Linked DNA regions of Zea mays: region 1 is linked to region 2. A link is a contact called in public Hi-C data. All regions are on one chromosome and are shown on one strand. The core of a region is the stretch at or near the end of the contact, and the rest is flanking DNA. Distances in the headings are between cores, read along the strand shown. Region 1 holds the start of LOC100284153 (holiday junction resolvase, S1x1p, URI domain nuclease). Region 2 holds the start of LOC100281538 (AMP-binding protein).

What was found. Hi-C and Micro-C count contacts between places; a contact is called where the count stands out from the background.
Region 1: a Hi-C map of endosperm shows a contact between it and region 2, with 4 times the contacts expected there. The contact joins the promoter of LOC100284153 here to the promoter of LOC100281538 in region 2. A contact is called at or near these places in 5 of 25 Hi-C or Micro-C datasets (bundle sheath, ear, endosperm and 1 more).

The regions. Positions count from the first base shown.
Region 1 is chr10:1,245,977-1,253,086 of Zm-B73-REFERENCE-NAM-5.0, forward strand. It overlaps LOC100284153 (holiday junction resolvase, S1x1p, URI domain nuclease), which reads left to right and starts at 2,193. Exons shown (of 3, transcript NR_182038.1): 1 at 2,193-3,089; 2 at 3,582-3,643; 3 at 3,884-4,382. It overlaps LOC103640656 (serine/threonine-protein kinase BLUS1), which reads right to left and starts at 798. Exons shown (of 1, transcript XM_008664139.2): 1 at 1-798. The coding sequence starts at 767.
Region 2 is chr10:1,060,439-1,067,408 of Zm-B73-REFERENCE-NAM-5.0, forward strand. It overlaps LOC100281538 (AMP-binding protein), which reads left to right and starts at 2,523. Exons shown (of 23, transcript NM_001154456.2): 1 at 2,523-2,729; 2 at 3,218-3,278; 3 at 3,363-3,440; 4 at 3,788-3,859; 5 at 3,949-4,030; 6 at 4,137-4,242; 7 at 4,335-4,411; 8 at 4,868-4,912; 9 at 5,007-5,093; 10 at 5,975-6,064; 11 at 6,163-6,242; 12 at 6,355-6,448. The coding sequence starts at 2,624. It overlaps LOC100193832, which reads right to left and starts at 1,279. Exons shown (of 10, transcript NM_001138914.1): 1 at 1,142-1,279; 2 at 937-1,032; 3 at 454-548. The coding sequence starts at 1,232.

The sequences.
Region 1 (7,110 bases), core at 943-3,442, 190 kb after region 2:
TCCAGCGCCGTGATGCCGAACGACCAGATGTCGGCCTTGATGCCGTAGCCGACGTGGGAGTGGATCACCTCGGGCGCCATCCAGTACGGCGTCCCCGCCACGTCGTTGAAGCAGCACGACGCCGACGAGCCGGTCCCCACTGCCGCCGCCGTCGAGGCCGACGCAGACGCGTGTTGCCGGATGGTCTCGTAGATGGACGCCGAGACGCCGAAGTCGGCCAGCTTGACGGCGCCGTCCGAGTCCACCAGGATGTTTCCGGCCTTGATGTCGCGGTGGATGCGCCCCTGTCCGTGGAGGTAGCACAGCGCGCGGAGCGTCTCCCCGAGCACGACGGCCACGCACGGCTCCGGCAGGCCGCCGGGGAACCCGTGGCGCAGGATGGAGTGCAGCGAGCCGGCGCCCATGAAGGGCATCACCACCCACAGGTGGCTCCCCACGGTGAAGGAGCAGTGCGCTCGGAGCACGTTGCCGTGGGACAGCAGCGCCATGGCCTTGGCCTCCCGCTGCACGCCGTCCAGATCGGCGCGCGACCGCTCCAGGTCGATCGCCTTGATGGCCACCACCGCCGACGAGCCCAGAGGCAGGCACACGGCCTTGTACACCACCGCGCTCACGCCGCTCCCGATCTTGCACAGCAGGCGGTAGGACTCTGCGTTCAGCGGGTACCTCGCTTCGTCGCCGCCACCGCTAGCAGCATTGTTGGCCGCCGCCATAGCTGACGGCGCGGCCGTGGCGGCTGGAGCAAAGAGGCCAGCTGCACGTAGCATTTATCGATCAGTATATTGTGTAGTGGCACGTCACAAAGTGAGAGACACTAATATATATACACACATCATGACATACCCGTCCGTCACACACAATATATTTTTTTATAGCAAATGTGTTCAAAAATACAAATGACGATACTATATTTTTTTATAAATATAGTTAAACTTGTGATTGATTGCCTCATAAAAAACAAACATATACAAATGAAATATATTTTTTATAACATATAAACCTATTCAGAATTGCAAATAATGATACTATTTTTTTTAAAAAAAAACCTAAAAGTAAAATGCATCAACGAGTTGAAGTTAGCAATGTTGTGCCACTTGAGTTCTCAAATTCTCAAAACCGGTAAAACGGGTGTTCGAACATGACCACCCATCCAAAACGAGTAAAATGTATCAACGGACCTGAAACTTGGCATTATAGTCCCCGGACTCTTAAAATTAGGAAAACAGGTGCTAGAACTTGCCAGCCCATTGAAAACCGTCTAAAATCGTATTTGCTCAAATCGAACATCGACGTGGCGTCCAAAACCGGTTTTATAAAAACTTAATATCTACTAACTCCTCAAGAAAAGAGACATGCATGTACTCTTTTTTAGACAAGGGGTATATATGTATGGTCAAAAAATGGAGATGCGTGCATATTATATGGTTGGAGTGAAAATTACATTGCACTGGTGATGTAATTAACGGGTCTTGGAGTCGAATAATTAATTAAGGTGCATGTGAAGACATGGGGAAAGATAAAAAGAGAAAGAAAAGAAGATGGGTGGCCACAGCTTTGGGTGGTATTGTGTTGTTGTCACGGCCGAAGGAGCTGGGTTGCTCGTGAAGCTATTCAGTACAAGACTGCTTTTGGGTAGATGTTCCTGTCTCAGGTCTGATCGTGTGAAGACACCATGAACAAGCAAAGTTTGAAGATCACATTAATTAAGCCCCAGCAAAAGATCAACTAGAGTGTATTACATTTTTTGTTGTGAAGAAAAATCAAAACGCTATTTAACATCAACTAGAGTGTTTTATGAAATTTGTAGATTTTTTCTATCTTTTAAAAATTTGTCTAGAGCTAAATTAAAATTTTGAAAGCTTCTAAAGGTATTTTCACGTGGTTTAAGTATTTATTTGGATTCTTTATGTCTTAATATATATGTGTTTTTTTTTTCAAAAATTCTAGAAGCTTAAGGATATTTCCTCTTGTTTAAAAACGTCATCAAATATTTACATGATTTTTAATTGACCCTTGAAACAAAAATAGAGATGTAATTCAAATGATTTTGATAATTTAAATCTATAATTTTGCATCCTATATTTTACGCACTCTATTGAAACTCTACCGAAGACAGTCAACACACACCACCATTTGTCCATTGAGGCCCACGATCATTTATCCATCAAGGGCTCAAGGCCCGTTCATCCGATGACGTCACCGATTTCCTCCCATTCAATTCGTAAATTTCGTCCATGCATGGGCATGGAATGGATGGATGTGAATGCCACGAACGATTCCGCCCCGCCGGCCAGGTGAGAGATGAGCCTCACGGCGGCCTTCCGTGCCACCAAAATCCCGCGCGCTCTTCCTCCAAAGTGCGGTGAGCCTGCCGCCTCCTCCTCGGCCTCGGCGTCCGGGGATCCGCCGCCGGGGGCCGCGAAGAGTACTAAGGCGCCGCCGCCGTGGTGCGTGTACCTTATAGCCTCATCCCGGATCCGCCGCACGTACGTCGGCGTCACCACCGATTTCCCTCGCCGGTGATTCCTCGCCCTGCTCTACCTGCCTCCCCCGTTCCTTTCCCCACTTGCTTGTCTCGGATAGTCGTCATATGGTTGCAGCAAGCTAAGTTCGTGTGGTGTTAGCATTTGGAGAAGACTACGGTTGGAGTTGCAGAACCACAAGAAATTGACCCCATCCGGTTGTGCTTGTTGCAGGACAGTGTGGCTCTATCTCGTTAGGGCTGAAATTTGATTGCTTTGCTTCAATTTAGTACTTCTTGTTTTGTATTCATACTCTGAGTCGCCTTGCTCTGGTTTGCAGGATACACATGCTTGAAAATGCAAATTTAATTCACAGTTTTTCAATAGGTATATGTTAATAACAGCTAGCAGCTTAAGCAAGCATACTGTTAAAATGAATAAAGACCTGTAGTACTAGTCATGCACATAGATGTTGTATTTGTGTATTAGTGAAAGGAGCCTTTTTTATATATTTATATAGGCTGCGGCAACATAATGGTGAGTTAAAAGGTGGTGCAAAAGCTTCCTCTGCCGGCAGGCCTTGGAATCTCGCATGCCTTGTTGAAGGATTTGCCAACAGAAGTGAAGGTTAGTAGTAACTATCTGTTTTCTGGCTTACAGCTTCACACTTTGATGGTTCTTCAATTAATAGACTAGGTATGTGTCCGTGTGTTGTCACGAGGTGGGAGACCGTGGGGAGCGACGCCTAGGCTACAAATATATTTTTGTTTATTTCTAAACACCAAGATACGTGTGGTCCGGTGGTTAGTCCCAAATTTCTAGAACAGAGAGGTGTGGGTTCGAGTGCTCGTTTTTGCACTGTTTTTTGTGGGCGCTGGGCGTGGGGAGGGTGAAGCCGTGGTAGCACCAGATGCCTACATTAGATTCTTAATAGAGTAGTATAGATTAGAACAGTCTGCTTGTCACTCTTTAGGTTGTGCGTACAACTTTCTTAGCTATTTAGCCTGGGATTGCTAAATTTACTTGTAATTGGATGCTGGGACTATTCTTTATGTTCGTTCGGGTTTTCAGTTAATTGTGCTATGTTTACCTTACCAAGTTACCATACTAACCCCGCAGCAACTTGACTGCCTGTCATGTGTCCTGGCGTATAACCAACTAGTTCATCTATCTTTTTCGAGGTAGTTAATCCTCATGTACTAAGCATTCAATTTTTGCTTCCTTCATTTTCATACATAAAAGTATTAATACCATCCACAAAACTTGGAGTGTTTCAGTTCATGAAAGTTTCTTAATGTAATGTTCAGCTTATTGTACTTACTAGCATCTGCAATTTCTGCATCAGAAAGGAAATGGTCATTTGCTACTTGAGTTTGGACTAGTGCAAAAGATGTCTTATTTATCTTATCATCCTTTTGCAGCCTGTGAGTTTGAATCGAAATGGAAGATCGTCTCCCGAAAAATTGCACGGAAAAGAACTGAGCTTAGCATGAAGTCAGTGTTGCAACATCGAGAAGCAGCTTTGAGCAGAGTGGAAACATTCATGGATTGTAGCCACCTAAAAATCAAATGGCAGTCAAGTTGAGACCATTTAATCACTTGCACTATGCAGGTGGCAGGCATCTAACTTGGAGAAACATAACCACTTAAGAATCCTCCTGTCTTCTAGCAGCTCGTAGCAAAGATAACTTATAATCTTCTGCTGAACAATCAAGATGGCTGCTGCTATGCTTTCTTAACATGAAAAACCAAGAGTAGCCCCAGTGAAATTCTATGTTTGATTTTTTTTTCTATGAACAATTGTTTCCGAACAATAATATGGATCATGCGACACCCGTTTGTAAATGTAAATTATACTTATGTATTGTAATCACCTATATTTCTTCTCATTCATCTTGGCCTTTCAGTGGAGCTATTCTTTCCGCACTGCATTTGAGCCAAGTTCTGCTGAATGCCATGTGGAAATTTATGCCCGGCTTTGAAACTGTTGTTACTAGCACAAGTATGCAACAATATAAAATATTTGAATATATAAATGTTGGTCGTTCCCACTCTTTGAGGAGTCAAACATTTTTAACTTTGACCACATTTATATAAAAATATTAATAATTATAGTACATAATTAGTATTATTAGATAGATATTTTATTAGATAGATCTTTGAATCTATTTTTGTAGTAAAATTATTTGAAGATATAAATGTTACTAATATATTCTATAAATCTAGTCAATTTTTTTTGACCAGCACGAATATCATAGCGACAAACATTTGTGGACGAAGGAAGTAACAAATCCGACTGCATGCAGGACCGATAAAAAATGCAGCCCGCTCCTTGGCACGACAGAACTTGGTCAGAAGTTTAAGCTGTCCTCAACAACTTGCCTATCATATTACCTATCTTGTCTTACATTTTAAAGTTCACTCTATGAATAGTATAATTTACAGTGTAAAACATTCTTTTACATGACCATATGTATAATCTACTGAAGATAACACCAAAATAGACTCAATTGATCGTCACTTCATCACCACCTTGCCACGACCAAGATTCTCTCAGTTTAGCTTCGTGTCATTCTTGAGCGCTAGTGGTGGTGTTAGAAGTGGAAATCCTAACCCTAAACAGGATTGGGAGATGTCGAGTACTCAAGAACCAGGTGCCCGAATTAGGTCCAACAACCTCTTCAAAAAAAACGGTCGACCTGCTAGGCAAAGCGACCAAGCAGGTCTCTGCCGAGCAACCCTGTGAGGCAGAGCGACTGAGTAAGTCCCTGTCGAGCAACCCTGCGAGGGGGAGGTCACAACCCCGTGTCACCGAACCATGTCAGCTACAACAAGACGTGTCGACCTCAAGACACGTCGAGACCATATGCATGACATTTCGAAGGTGCGCCGATAAGTCACTGTCGGCACGACTGCACACGGTAAGAACGGGCGTGCCCCACTGACTTGTGGGGCCAGTCAACCCGACCGCGGGGACCTCAACACCGGACTCTCTACAATTACCCACATAAAGGAAAGGACGGAACAATACACCATATCGGGTGTACACCTACGCATGCAGGAGGGTGACACAAGATTCGTGATGCCACACATGATCCCAAAACACGCAGTGGGTCTACCCTACGAGCCCCGCCAGGGGCCGCTACATCAGCATCAGACTTGCTATAGGGACCTGTATACCGGGCGGAAGAAGCGGTATGCCATACTGGGAGTACGGTTGCACACGACTGTCCTCATACTCCCGACAACGACTCATACAGTTGTCGATTCTATTCGAACACGAGCTGGTGACACCCTCAACGTTTCGTATGTCAGAATCTTGGTCGCTAGTGTGCCCATCTTCGGCTGCCCCTTACTCAATTTTCGCTGGAGCAACCGTGAACCCTTCGCGGACCGGCCTTCGAACTCCAGACTTGAAGGCTGTCTTGCCATGAGTTTTTCGCTCTTCGGTTCCTGCCATAGGAATTTGAACGGGTTTGGGTCCTTACTGGAGAGCGATCCCTTGACGTTTGTAAACGGGTTTGGGTCCTTGCTGGAAAGTGATCCCTTGGCGTTCGTCTAGTTCCTTAGGTCGGGGCGTTCCCAAAGAGTGGCTCGGTCGGTTCTGGCTCCCTTCGAATTTCTTGAGAACCTGCATGAGTCGGGCAGACAACAAAGAGAAAAAAGAGGTATTTGCGTGACCGCGTTTGCTTAGAAAGTTATAAACGTCACACATACTAGAAGGACAAAAAATTGTTAGCGAGAGAGGCTGGTTAGGTACTACTCCCCTCCTCCCTCGCGCTCCTGAGCCCTTAAGGCATCCAGCCTAGGGTCAGGAGCAGGTTGGTTCGGGAGTGTTGGGGTCTTGCTATCGTTAGAATCGTCGCCGCTGCTCGATGTTCTATGTGTTGGTGAGCATCCTTCCCTTCTCATCCTTCAACTTGTAGGTGCCTAGCCGAAGTACCTCTCTGACTATGAACGACCCCTTCCATGGTGGAGACAGTTTGTGTCAGTCTTGGTTAGTTTGGACTCGTTGGAGAACCAAGTCTCCTACCTGCAAGGTCCATTTTCGAACGCGGCGACTGTGGTACCTTTGCAGTGCTTGCTGGTACCTCGCGTACCACATGAGTGCTACATCACGGGCTTCGTTGAGTTGGTCCAGCATGTCCTCAAAGCTTGACTCGTTCTGTTTGCTTGTGTACAACCTCACTCTCAGGGCGTCGTACTTGAGGTCGGTGGGAAGCACCGCTTGGGCCCCATATATAGACCATAAAGTACGTCATGTATCTAGTTGAGCGGTTCGGGATTGTTCTCAAGCTCTAGAGGACCGTAGTTAGCGTCTTCGACCATTGTTGGCCGAGCTGCTTGAGGCGTGTGAAGATCTGAGATTTGAAGCCTTGTATGATCATTCTGTTAGCCCGTTCAACCTGCCCCTTCGCACGGGGGTGAGCCACGGTGGTCCAATCTACACATATGTGGTATTCATCGCAGAACTCCTGTGGTAGGCGAGTTACCAGCAAGGTACCTAGATTAGATAATCCACATCAATAATCTCTGATGTTTGTTTGTCTTTTAATTTATTTAAGCTGGATTATATGATCTAGAGGGTAAAACGGGGCCGAAGACGATGATGAATATGTAGGGAGAAAGGGGGTTATCCTGCGGAAGG
Region 2 (6,970 bases), core at 1,273-3,772:
TGTAACCCTGTTTGAGTGCATAACAGAAACAGGCTTCTGTTTTCCAGGTAAAGCGATGATGAATACTGTACGTACAAATGGTAACGTTATTTTTGTATTTCGAAGAAGCTGTTCATTTGCAGTATTTGAACTCCAAGAAATGCATTGAAGATGTTGTGATGTTTTCAAGTCGTCCGATGAATAGCGATTAATCGCCCAAGTCGTCCGACTTGAAAACATTCCGTGATAAAGGTTACTTGTGTTTTATATATAATCCACAGGGAGGAAAAATTAACGAATAAGTCCAATGACGCAGTAGTATCGCTGAACAGATAGGAGAAATGAAGCATCAACTGAAATTTAACCACGGGCTAAGAAACAGCTATGCCACGCCAAACCCTGAATCTGGATGCTAATCCAGCTTATACAACAAGAAATAAATAAGAAGCAGACGAATGGAAAGGGAAGCCATACCAAAAGAGATTGTAAAACATCTTCGACAGCTTCAGAGTGGTGTACTGTCTCGATGTGCTGGACAAGAATTTTCTTAACCCGTGGTTCCTCTGAAGCTGCGTGGATGTGAAGCAATTAAATCAATTTGCCGGCGAAGGAGGCACTGCTATGCTTTTATTTTTTAAAAAAAAAATGTTGCCTATAATTGTTCGTCTGAATATGAGCTGAATTCGGTACCACCTAAACATATCACGTCAGCATTCAGGAGGAGACAGGACAATCTTAGGGCTAGTTTGGAAACCCCATTTTCATTTCCATTTTTCCAAGGGAAATTAGTTCATTTTTCTTTGGGAAAATAGAAATCCTATAGGAAAATGGAGTTCACAAACTAGCCCTTACATTGTTTCGGGATAATTTCGCACGAGCAAGTTACTGATAATGTACGGAATGAACAATCCTTTAGTAACAGTGACATGTTACATCCTTTTTTTTTGGCTTGTGTACCTTTGACACTGGCAGAGGACGAGGAGGGTTCGGAGATGGAAAGGCGGGAGAAATCAATCGCCGCCTTCTTTGCCGGCCTCTCATTAATCTCTAGCCCTGATAATAGAGCAGGAAAAAAAACCGAAAACAGTCATTTGTATTGAGTGGGGGAAAATCCAAGAGAAAAGTGGGCGGGGCACTGAGAAAGGAAGAGAAGGGAGCTCACAGAAAGCGTCCGGGCGGTTTTGCGAAGGTTTGCGCTTGACCCGGACGACGATGGGCTTCTCCCTAGCAGCGGGCTCCGAGATGGACGCCATGGGCGGCGGTTGGGTAGGGTTAAAACCCCAGGCAGGGGCGGGGCGTTAGTACTTCTGTTTTTTTTTTCCGATTCTTCTCTTGATCTCTTCTAACTCTGTCCCGTGCTTTAGGATTGGTGCGCACGGTATCTGACGGACGTGGAGAGAGAAGCAGACCCTAGGCTTGGTTGCTGTTCGAGTAGATCTGATGACGCCACCCAACCGGACTAAAGATCTTCAGTAGTTTTTTTTTTTAAAAAAAAACTCCCAAAAACGACGTAGGGAGTTGCTAAATAATAATAGAAAGTAAAAAATTCCATGTTTTTAATAGTCCTCTATTTTTAGTTGCTATTTTTTAAAATAATGCTAACTCAGCTTATTAGCCTTTTTTAAATAGCCCTAGTTTGTCTTCATCCAGGCAAGCACGTAGATCAAATAACGAACAGCTTCACCTACTTCATCTGTGTACAAGGTCTTGGTTCATTGGTTTTGCTTCTTCATCAGATATTCAGGTAGTACTACTTGCTTCATGTGGTACTTTAATTATCACCAAGAATTAGTTGCTAGTCCACATGTGTTCCATAAAAGAAATCAGTGCCTCATTAATTTATTTCAACCGTGATTAGATTGTACAGTAGGACGAGCGCGATCAGATTGCATACCTATAATTCAATAGTTCTGTATGAACTGAAAACACATATAATTCTATCTGAATTTTAGTCACATATACACATGAAACTAGATTGGAAACAGTATATAGGAGTAGAACATGCAACTAAAAATCCACAAAAGTAGAGCGTCGACGTGGCTGAGATCTCGGCAGTCACGGATGTTCGCGTTAGGGTCTGTTTGGCATGGCTTCAGAGCAAACTTTTAAGGAGGAGTTGGTCAGAGCATGTCAAACACCCTAACTTCAGAGTTGTAAACTCTATGGAGTTTTTGGAGCTACAGTACAATTTTTTGGAGTACCTCTTTTGCTACTCCAAAAACTCCAAGAAAGCAACCTAGTCAGAGAGTTTGGTGTTATTTACCCGTCACTACCACCAGTTATGAGAAACAATCTAAACTCTAAAGTAGAGCTGCTCCATCTAGAGTTTTGTATTAGAGCTGCTCTAGGGTGGAGCAGAGTCATGTCAAACACGCTCTTAATAATGATGACACTGAATTAAGGATGAGAAGCAGAGCAAGCGCGAGCAGCGGACGAGAAGGACACGACACGACACGCAACGCAATCAGCACCATACAGATAAAAAGAATATCCTATTTCAGCGTGAGAGGTGGGACAGACTACAGAGAGGCGGCTTGCGGCAGCTTGCGTTCCCTTCGTTGCCGCCTACCCCACGCAACGCAACGCAACGGATCGCCAAATCAACTTGAGCTTGAGCATCCCACCAATCCACTCCCCAACAGCAATGGACGCCGCCCAGCGCCGCGTCGGTACCCACCTCCAGCGCCCGCCGCCGCCCGCCGGGGGCTACGGCCTCACCGTCAACCCCACCGCGGCCGAGTACGTCCACGGTGCGTCGCTCTAACTACCTGCGCTTCCCTTCCCTTCCCTTCCTCCGTGTGCCAGTTCCGTTCCGCCCCGCCGCCTGCTGTTTCGTTCGCCGCGAGCCGCTCCCGACTCCCCGTCAACGATCCACTGCAACATGGAGTTTTCGCTTTATTTACTAGTTACTACTAGATTTATTTACTCCTATATCTGTCTGTCTGTCTGTCAGCATCAGGATGGGTCCAGTCAACTCTTATTAAGGCATCTATCTTCCTTCAGTTTCACTTGTCTGTCAGCATCAGGATGGATCCACTCCATCCTCGTTGAGTAGCGAGAATGAGAATATACTCTGTATCTAAATCGAACTGTTTATATGGACGCATGCACATGATATCGCTGCTACCTGCATTCGTCCCCAGCGCCTGCTGCCACCCTATCCCTGCTCCATTCCAACCGCGATTATTGTTTCCTTTGTTTGGGTTGACGGTGCAGTTACATACATGAATGTTTTCAGCGCAGGGCTACAGTGTCCTCCTCCCTGAGAAATTGCAAACCGGCAGGTGGAACGTGTACCGGTACGTGCCCTTGGTTAGTGGTTGTTCTTTCTGCGGTCCCTGTGCTGTGATGGCTTGCTTCTGATTCCTATCGCCGTCTTGCAGATCCGCGCGTTCACCGTTAAGGCTGATAAGTAGATTCCCTGACACCCCAGACATTGGAACGCTGCATGACAATTTCACGTAAGACACCGGGGCCACCACCCCACTTCCATCTGGCCTTTTTATCTTGCTTTCTTTCCTATCTAGCTTCTGTGAAAGGTTCTGTTATTACCAACAACAATGTGATCGGTTTACTGTTTCCCTTTATTTTTGCGCAAAGCTTGGATTTGGAAAAAAAGTTATCTAGGTCAAATATGATATCTTGATCTGATGTTAGAATAACTGAATAAGAGCTAGTGAAAATCTTGAATGCACTAGTTTTTATGTGATAGCTCACGCCTTCATGAAAGCTGGTAAAATTGACCGACTAGGAGGAAAAAAATGTCGTAACCTTTCAGGCAAAGTGTTATATTTTCCAAATTTTGCAGGTATGCAGTTGAGACATTTACAGACTGTAAGTACCTGGGAACAAGAATCAGAGCAGATGGAACAATTGGAGAGTAAGGATTAGCTATCTAATACACTCACTATCGCCTGCAGCGTCCTTTTCATCCAGACTGATTTGTGCAAGTGACAAATAATGTTGTAGCTACAAATGGATGACATATGGAGAAGCTAGCACGAGCAGGACTGCAGTAGGTTCTGGCCTTATATATCATGGAGTTCGTGAAGTGAGTCATCATGATCTGAACAAGCACTTGTTATTTTGTTCTTAACAAAACAGATTGTTCTGAGTATATTTGAGCTTATGTCAAACATATTTCTATTTGGAATCAGGGTGCATGCATTGGTCTGTATTTTGTAAACAGACCTGAGTGGATTATAGTTGACCATGCTTGTTCTGCATATTCATATGTATCTGTGCCACTTTATGACACACTTGGTATGTTCATAGAATGACTATACTATAGGTATCTTGGTTGTTCATGATTTGTCTAGTGACAGTTTTTGTTGATTGTACATTTGTACTTTCAGGCCCAGATGCTGTTCAATTCATTGTGAACCATGCAGCGGTGGAAGTTATATTCTGTGTGCCTCAAACTCTAAGCACTGTAAGCTTTAATCACTTATCTCTTTCAACCTTCAACAATTACTCGTTCCTGAAATAAAATTTGCAAATGACTCCTATGATGAGGCTGCATGTCAGAAGTCATATTAGTCATAAGTTATAACTAGCGAGGCTAGAACTGCATCAGGAACTTGGGCCATTCTTTGTTTGTACTGGTATAACTCTGTAACAGGTTTCTCTAGCATAAAAAACATTGCATAGTATGGTACAAATGGGCAAGTGGCAGGCATGCCAACTTTTTTGGAGGCCCATATGCATGAAATAGATGGTTAATCTTTTGGATACAGTGGCATTCATTGATGTTGTTTAGAAAAATTACATTGGTTTATTAATGCCATTTAGCTTTTAACTTCACATTATTATAGTATTGTATCCTAGATTTTAAAGACAGACTGAACTTACGGTATTTATTTTACTCATGGTTATATTTTAATTGCAGCTGTTAAGTTTTATAGCTCAAATGCCATGTGTTCGGCTTATAGTGGTAAGTATGGACTGCTTACTGTTGACAAACAATGTAACATTCATGATTATTCAAGGGCCTTTTCTCTTTAATTTTCCTAGTTTCTTTTGTCTAGGTAGTTGGTGGAGATGATGCAAATCTGCCATCAACGCCAGTAACTACTGGAGTGCAAATCATAACTTACTCCAGGTTGCTCATCCAGGTGCTCATGATGATTTTTGCGCATCCTTCAGTTTTACTCATGATGATTTTCTCTTTTAACCATTTCCAACGCTACATAAAGCTACCATGTTACAAATTACTTCCCGTAAACTGCATTATTTTACTGTTTTCTTCTTGTTCTTCTTCCTTGCCTATGTGCTTCAAGAGTTTGACCATTACAAAGTTGATGTGATTTCATACCTAAGTCACACATATGTACTTATGTTATATATTGTGTTCTTAGATTTTATACATGGGATGCCATGATTTCTTTTCCATCCTTTGTTGGGTGGAAATTTTATATATATATATATATATATATATATATACACACACACACACATATATATATATATATATATATATATATATATATATATATATATATATATATATATATATATATATATATAGAATGCATACTGAATCTTCCAGTTCAGATTAACCTGACATGGAGGACGATGTTTTTATCTGCATGCCTGTATGGCTGTATGCAGATGTCAGTTGTTTTTATTTTACTTGTTTCTTTAGGGCACTTTTTATTTTTCTCGTCATATGAAAAATACACATGAAATCACAGATTAAATGTCATCCTTGGTCAACTCACAGTTTTGCAAGCTTCATAGCTGTTTATAAATGCATTTGATGGCTATAGGCATTCATAGCATGCTCATGCTGGGAATTACCTTTACTTTGCATATATATAAATGTGTACATGTTTGCATATTAATTAGTTTATGGAATTTGAATGTTTAAGTTGTTAATACATTATCATCGGTGTTTTAATTTTGAATAAAGAAGGGCACATCACTTTCTGTTTTCCACTTGCTCCGATATATTGTGTGCCCCTGCTTTCTGTAACCCTTCAATTCTTCAACTCAGGGAAAGGCTAGTCCTCAACCTTTTTGTCTTCCAAAACCTGAAGATGTTGCCACTATCTGTTACACTAGTGGCACTACTGGCACACCGAAGGTAAATCGGCCATCCTTCTGATTATTCTTTGCTTCATCAGCAAAGTTCTTTTACTTGTACATTTCGGATCGGTGATATTGGATATCATTTTTTCTCAGGGAGCTGTTCTTTCTCATGGGAACTTAATTGCAAATGTAGCAGGATCAAGCCTAAACATTAAGTTTTACCCCTCCGATGTGTTAGTATTTTGCATATACACTCAAATAAAATTGTTTGTGCTTGATCAGCTTATCCAATTCACATCTGCACTTAACATTTGTGAAAATAACTCTGTGGATCACTCTCCTCAGGTATATCTCATATCTGCCTTTGGCTCACATTTACGAGAGGGTTAACCAGATTGCAGCACTGCACTGTGGTGTTGCCATTGGATTCTACCAAGGGGTATGCAGATTCAACTTTATTTGGAATGATATCTATATAACTACATAACTACATAACTACATAACAATTTTGATTTGCATTATGAGAATTAATTAACACTAAACTACTAGGCAACCACTGTTATGCAAGCAGTCTTTCTATGCAAGCGTGCAAACAAACTATCTGATCCATTAGATTACGATCCAACCACAGATACAACCATATTTTGTTAGGGGGTTTTTTTATAAAGATTATTGAGCTGGTGGTGGAAGGGTTTAAGTGTTAAATGTGATCTATGGTTGGATCACGATCTAATGGATCAGATGGTTTGCTTGCACGTTTGCACACAAGGACTGCTTGCATAATAGTCGTTGCCAAACTACTAAGGGTTTACTTATAAGTTGGTGCCTGTGGTTGTAGGAATATGATCACCTAGTGCAAAATATGCATTGGGCACTTGAGTTGCTTTGGACAATTCAAAGAGTAGCTGTACACCAGTGACCAGTGTGAAGGATCTTTCATCTTCAATATAATATGTTTATC